Regions from separate parts of the Sus scrofa genome. Here region 1 is linked to region 2. A link is a contact called in public HiChIP or PLAC-seq data. All regions are on one chromosome and are shown on one strand. The core of a region is the stretch at or near the end of the contact, and the rest is flanking DNA. Distances in the headings are between cores, read along the strand shown. Region 1 overlaps PECAM1 (platelet and endothelial cell adhesion molecule 1). Region 2 holds the start of PECAM1 (platelet and endothelial cell adhesion molecule 1).

Evidence for each region. HiChIP or PLAC-seq counts read pairs in DNA pulled down with a chosen protein or histone mark.
Region 1: a contact with region 2 is called in an H3K27ac HiChIP or PLAC-seq map of skeletal muscle. The contact joins the enhancer-like site here to the promoter of PECAM1 in region 2. A contact is called at or near these places in 15 of 47 Hi-C or Micro-C datasets (alveolar macrophages, blood, fetal liver and 8 more) and 2 of 2 datasets of contacts at active chromatin or transcription factors (alveolar macrophages and skeletal muscle).

What each region holds. Positions count from the first base shown.
Region 1 is chr12:14,714,017-14,717,545 of Sscrofa11.1, reverse strand. The region is part of intron 14 of PECAM1 (platelet and endothelial cell adhesion molecule 1); the gene reads right to left. Among named protein-coding and RNA genes, the nearest start is that of PECAM1, 48 kb to the right of the region's middle. Within about 2 kb of position 1,840, at least 18 of the 83 cell types and tissues checked have an H3K27ac peak or open chromatin away from gene starts, as enhancers often do. A contact at or near this core is called in fetal liver, fetal skeletal muscle, liver and 4 more, where this site is marked.
Region 2 is chr12:14,665,522-14,669,198 of Sscrofa11.1, reverse strand. It overlaps PECAM1 (platelet and endothelial cell adhesion molecule 1), which reads right to left and starts at 1,337. Exons shown (of 16, transcript NM_213907.1): 1 at 1,167-1,337; 2 at 1,054-1,080. The coding sequence starts at 1,230.

The sequences.
Region 1 (3,529 bases), core at 591-3,090, 48 kb before region 2:
ACAGAAGGGAAGGAGGGAGGGGGTGGTGGTGCAGGAGATGCCAGACCCTCAAGCTCACTGGGTACTCTCCCAGTACGACTCCTTTACCCACAGACAGCTGCCCCGGGGCCCTGTAGCTCCACATGACAAACGTATAAAATCCCTGGCAGTTTGACATTTGACTTTTTTTGTGTGTGTCTTTTTAGGGCCGTGCCTGAGGCACATGTTGGTTCCCAGGCTAGGGGTCCAATCGGAGCTATAGCTGCTGGCCTACGCCACAGCCTCAGCAACACCAGATCTGAGCTGCGTCTTCGACCTACACCACAGCTCACGGCAATACCGGATCCTGAACCCACTCAGTGAGGCCAGGGATCGAACCCGCAACCTCATGGTTCATAGTCGGATTCATTTCCGCTGTGCCACGGGAACTCCGACATTTGACGCTTTAAACCGTTTGTGAAAAGAATGAATAGCGCATGTTATTTTGGGAAAAAAAACAAAAACCAAAAAACAAAACCCTGAGAACTACAGAAACATAGAAAGCAGGTAAATATTAACTCTGGTTCCACTGTTGACTAAAATGTCTTCCAGTCATTTTCCACTAAGTGTAGGGGGCTTCTTGGGGGGGGGTAGTTATAATTATAGTCTGCCATTTTATAGTCTTTCTTTTTCACGTAATGTGAAACATATATATATATGTTTTAGCTGCACCCATGGCACATAGAACTTCCTGGGCCAGGGATTGAACCTCTGCCACAGTGGCAACCCCTAGCTGCTGCAGTGACAACACTGGATCCTTAACCTGCTGAGCCACATGGCAACTCCAGACATAATGTGATTTTATAAACATTTCCTGGTACCTTCTTTGTTTTGGAGTTTTTTTGTTTGTTTTTTTCCTGGTACCTTCTTAAACATAATGTTCTGGTGGCTGTGTAACCATCATTCCAGGGATACGCAGTTATTTACTTAACCAGTTCCTTACTTTTAAAAATTTAGGTTCTTTCCAAGGTTTTGCTATTGTAAATAATGCTGCCAGGATCCTCTTTGGGAATAAAGCTATTTCCATACTTCCTATCGGTTTGTCTCTTCCCAGGAGTTGGGGAGTGGGGTCAGTGGAGAAGGCAGAAACAGGGCCAATGCCCTTGGCACCTGTGGTCCAGGTGCTGCCTGAAGAACGGGCCGCCACATCCCTTTCCCCCGGGGAGCCTCGTCTCAGCTACCCAGAGACCACACTGTCCCCAGGCTGGAGCCCACACTGGGACTGGCCGCCCTGCCAGAAGGCGATGCCAAGCATGCCCGGAAGAGGGTGAGAAAGACCAATGAGAAGAGGGGACACTGCGTTGAAGGTGAGCGACCCACCTGCATTGGTTAGAGATGGTTTTCACTGCAAGAGGCAAGAGGGGGATGATCTGCCCTTTGCACAGGACCCGGCCTCGCTAACTAACGGCAGAGTTTCTGAAGGGGGAGTGGCCTGTGTATCGGGGCTGATTCCCCAAATGGCCCATATGGACAAGGCTCTGAGCACAGAAGCCTGGGGAAGGCCTGGGAGGAGGTGCGGCCATTCTTGAAGGGGAGGGAGAGCACCAGCACCCCCCCTCCCCACAGCCACTCCTCAGTCTTCCTCGAGAGAGGCCACCCAAGGGGCCCCAGTTTCCACGCCCGCCCCCCGTCCAAGCTCTAACCCGGTCCCTTCTGAATCTTGGGCAGTCTCAGGGCCCAACTGTCACAACGGGAGTCACAACCTTCTGTTTCTTTCTCTAACTTAAAAATATCCTGTTTCCACCAGTCCACTTCCCCCTCAAACCCTGTCTTATCACAGCCCCATTGTGCGTCTCCTCCAGAGGGAACAGGGCCAGAAGTTCCTAAGGGGCCCCCTTCTGTCCTGGCTGAGCCAGAGGCAGGCGTCAAAGGCCAAATGGATGAATCAGCCCGACCAAGAAATTGAGCCATTGTGTAAACTTCCACACATTGAGTGAGGCCGTGGGCAGCACCCCACCCCCCAACCCAAATCTGACCTGGGAGGACCCAAAGGATCCCATGCTTCCCGCTCCCCTAAAGTCCCGAGGGGCTCTGGAGTCAGACAAAGAGGACAAGAGCCTCAAGCTGCACTTCCTAAAGCAGCCCAGACACCCAATACGAAAACTGGAGCGCGCTGATAACACTGATTGAGGACCCAGTTCTGCACGCTTGTTGTCCTGTTGCTTCGCGGTACTAGAGTCTGGTGGGTAACACCCCGTTTTTTCCGTGGAGCAGGTTTTATCCGCCTGCACTCTGAGGTTGGAGACGCCCCCTGCGGGCCGGGCCTGCTCTGGGCCTCAGAGGACTGGTTGGGATGGGCCCTCGAGTGCTCCAGAGTGGACATGGCCTGGGGGCCCTCTGTTCTTCAGTCCCTTCTCCATGATTAGCCGCTCTTGGCACACGGCATTTCTGCTCCTTTAAGAAGCATCCTGGAAGTCTGAATTCCAGGCAAAGTGGAAGCAGAAGAGGGAGGCTGAGTGAGGCAGGAGGGTCCTGTCTAGCCGGAAAGACACAGGTTAGTGTCTGCAGCAGGACTCGGCATCTCTTCCCAGAGCCATCAGCCCTCAAGTGGGATGTGCCCAGGACACCTCCAAGGTGGCCGCAGGGCCTCTAGAGAGGAAATCCAGCTTTCGTCTTAGAGGAGTCACAGGAAGTGAGGTCCTCCAAACCAGAGTTTCTTGTTGCTGGTGCCACTGACATTCTGGGCTGGAAAATCCTTTGTCATGGGGCCTGTCCTGTGCATTGTAAGATGTTCAGCAGCATCCCGGGCCCTCCAAATTATGACAATGAAAAATGTCCCCAGATGTTGCCAAATGTCCCTGCGTTGAGAACCACTGCTCTCGGCTGTGAAAATCTTATCCCAGACCTGAGTTCTTTCATGCGGAAGAACTCGACGGCATTGCTCATTAATTATAATATATCGCTTTGCCCTTCTGTCTTAAAAACTGCTGTAAATAGATATGTCCACAAGCTATGCTTTGGATGAACTGCAAAGCATCTTATAAAGTACTTTGAGGATAAGCTGGAGCGCTGCAAAACCGTCAAGGGTGGAATCAGAGTAAAGATCCACATTGCTGGCTAGCCAGGCATTCCAGTTCACACAGGCTGAGAGAACTGAAGACACCACGGGTTACCACGCATTTACGGAGAGGCTCTCTCCCCAGCTACAGTTTATCTCTTTTAGTTCCTGTCACTAGGAGGACAAGGAGGAGGAAAAGAAAATCAAAACTTCCCTTGGCTTAGTCCACACCAGTCAGAGGAGGAAGAGGTGGGGGTGGCTTTTGAACCCCAGGGCGGCTCTTAACCCAGAGCACCAGGCTATGAACAAACCCTGGGAAAATGCCTCCGTCTAAACCAGGAGAACTCAGCTAAGTAACAGATTATCCCGCAGAAGGTCTGAGACCACGGGGATGGGAGTGAACTGATTCTAGTCAGGCGCTGAGAGAAGAGTACCAGGCCGTAAGCTGGACTGCTTTCCTTCCATGCTCCGCTTCTTAGGAGCAGCTACATGACTGATAAATAAGGGACATAA
Region 2 (3,677 bases), core at 88-2,587:
AACCAGCATCATCCACATGCATCATCTCAAATAGCTCTGCAATTGTCTGCAACCCGTTCACCCTGATTCTTCACAAATGAGGCATCCTCTGACAAGGGGATCCTGTTCTGTGGGCTCCCCCTCCATTCAGCCCCCAGACACAGCCCTGTCCCCTCTTCACGTGGTCCCAGGTAAAGCAGAACGAAACCCACTTATCTTTTATTATTATTATTATTATTTGGTCTTTTTGCCTTTTCTTGAGCCACTCCCGCAGCATATGGAGGTTCCCAGGCTAGGGGTCTAAATCGGAGCTATAGCCACCAGCCTACACCAGAGCCACAGCAACACAGGATCCGAGCCATGTCTGTGACCCACACTACAGCTCACGGCAACGCCGGATCGTTAACCCACTGAGCAAGGGCAGGGACCGAACCCGCAACCTCATGGTTCCTAGTCGGATTCATGAACCACTGCGCCATGACAGGAACTCCCAAAACCCACTTATCTTAAAGATTCAAAATTAGCTCTAAAGTGGATGACAAGCCGATGGCAAAGACAAGTAGAAGCCCTCCTTCCCGCGCACAAGCACAACACACTACATTTGTCATCGTAGCCTCATGGGTCAATGGGAAATGATACCTCATCTGTGTTAGATCATTTAGAGGAAAAAAGTCATAACAACAATTTAAACTATGTTCTGACTTCATGGATCTAACCAACTGGCTGTATCTCATTTGTGAATAAAAACAATTAGGGGTAGGTCAGCATATGAAAATAAGAAATTATGGTACAACAAAAAATAAACGATGGAATCACTCGCTTTATCACGTTACCCCCAATCCCAACAAAGAGATGTTCACCCGGATCTAGAAAATGTATGCTACTTCTAGAAGATGTTGATTAAACCTTGGTTTTGTTGTAAAACCTTCTAAAAAACACAGGAGGGAACAGACTTCAGTTCTTAATTGGCGTATGTGTCTGAGTGGTTATAAACTTTAAACCCAAGCAATTTGATGTGAAGTTTAAGAGTCAGAGAAAGATGACATGGAGCTAGATAGGAATTTCACAACTTACAGTTTTCTTGACCCTCAAGGCTTGAACCTGGAAAAGACAGGAGAAAGACGTTGATTTCATGAGCGTCCCTTCTCACGCAGTTTAGGTGAGGTGGGAAGAGGGTGAAAACTCACAGAGCTGAAGTGTCAGCAGGACTCCCAGCCACATGTTGCCCCCTTGGGTCCACCTCAGCTGCATCCTCACAGCGAAGGCTCCAGGCACTTAGTTCTGCTTTCGGCCCATGCCCCGGGGGCGAGGGCCACTTCCCACGAGATGCAGATGAGAGAGCTGCCCTGTGAAGAGCGGAGACCCCTGCGGCGGCACGACGGCGGCGGGCGCTGCAGAGGGAGCGGCCGGGGCGCTGGTCAGGTAATGGCGGCCATGCTGGAAACCAGGAACAATGCCTGGGCTGGTCTAATATCTCCTCAGGAAATGACTGGCCTTCCTGAGGGGCCACTGAGCGCAGCTGCTTTGTTTAGTTGTTTTAGGCAAAAAAAAGGCACAAGTGACATTTTGCCTCAGCGCTCCTGACCCTCCTCCTCTCTCGCCTGGGTTGGGCAGGGTGAGAGGGTTCCTCCCTCTCCTCCAACTTCCCCCAAATTGCTTCTCTCCTTGGACACTCGGCAAAGCTGCCAGTCCTCTGGCCCCTCCAAGGGCTGGACCTCCTGCCTTTCCTGACAAGGGCATGGGGAGGGCTGACTTGTCCAGAAAATTCCAAGTTTTACAGGAGACCTTGTAACGGCTCCTCATTGACCTGCAGAGAATGCCAGTTTTGAACCCTTCAAAATCCAGCCCTGGCTTACCCTCTCCAGCCTGGTCTCTCGCGGCTTCCTTGCCTCTGCATTCGGGCTGCTAGAATTCATAGTTTCCAGGACCCATGTCTGTGCCTTTGCCAATGCATTCCCCTGCCTGGAGTATACCCTCCTCTCTTCTTTTCTGGCGAATTCCTACCCATTTATCATAACTCAGTTTAGGCATCAGTGCCCCCCCCGCCCCCGCCCCGTCTTCCCCACACTGAGCTGCCCTTCTTCTGGGCCCCTTCACCTCCCCAGTCTTCCTTTATCAAACATTTTCTTTTGGGAGTTGCTGTCGTGGCTCAGCCGTGGTAACAAACCCAACTAGGATCCATGAGGATGCGAGTTCGATCCTTGGCACCACTCAGTGGGTTAAGGATCTGGCGTGGCTGTGGCTGTGGTGGAGGCTGGCAGCTGTAGCTCTGATTATACCCCTAGCCTGGGAACCTCCATATGCTGTGGGTGTGCCCCCCACCAAAAAAAAAAAAAAAAAACACCAAACGAAAAAACCATTTTCTTTTCTTTCTCTTTTTTGGGGGGGAGAGGGGGCAGACCCACAGCATGTGGAAGTTCCCAGGCCAGGGATCGAACCCACACTGTAGTTGTGACCTGTACCACAGCTGCGACGGCGCCGGACAGCTGCGACGGCGCCGGATTCTTAACCCATTGTGCCACAGGGCAACTTCCCCCTTTCCCCTTTGTCAACACTTCTACCACCTGCCATAATGGCCAGTCGCCCCCCCCACCCCGCCCCCGGCAAGTGGACTGCTAGCTCCACAATGGCAGAGCGAGTGCCTGGTACCTGGTAAATGATCAAAAAACATTTGTAAAAAGGATTCTTGGGTGAAAGAGGACAAGTTAACTATACTGTTTGAATTAGATTATCATTGCCTTGGGGTCACAGAGTCGCCTTTTTTTTTTTTTTTTTTTTTTTTTTGCTTTTTAGGGCCATACTCATAGCATATGAAGATTTCCAGGCTAGGGGTTGAATCTGAATCGGGAGCTGCAGCTGCTGGCCTACACCACAGCCACAGCAACACGGGATCCAAGCAGTGTCTTTGACCTACACCGCAGCTCACGGCAACGCCAGACCCTTAACCCACTAAGCAAGGCCAGGGATCAAACCCGCAACCTCATGGTTCCTAGGACTGGTTCCCGCTGCGCCTAATGGAAACTCCACATGGCATCACTTTCTGAAATCCTAATACTGTCACACAGTAAAGCTAAGTCAGATGTGAACTGGGGCCTGAGAAACCAAAGACTTCTCTGCCTCAGGGTAAGTACCAAGAAGTGATAGCTACCAGCTAGGGAACAATTTCTCTTTCTGGATCTGTGGTTCAACAGAAGTTTTGATAAGAGCTGTTACGGAGCAGTGCATGCATAGAGGAATTTTTTCTATTGTGTTTTTCACTTCTGTTGTAAACTAACTTCTTTGGCAACCCCACCCAGCTACCAAATTTTGATTTGTCAGGGGAAAAAAGGGAAACACCATGAGTAATAAAATAAATGTTAGCTTCAAAGGTAATTTTTACATACTATACGTAGAGTAAGCAACTTTTGCTTCTCAAAGGGACAGTCAAGCAATAGTGATTTATAAATGCCCCACCCCAAGCCCCTAAATTCCAAAGTAAACTTCTCAAAATTAGGCATTGTTTCATACACAAAGCTAGTACTTTGAGAACACCAGAGAAAATAAAGCTTTATTTCAAAAATAAGTGTTAATGGAGTTCCCATCATGGTGCAGCGGAAACGAATCCAACTAGGAACCGTGAGGTTGCGGGTTCGATCCCTGGCCTCGCTCAGTTGGTTAAGGATCTGGTATTGCCGTGAGCTGTGGTGTAGGTCGCAGAC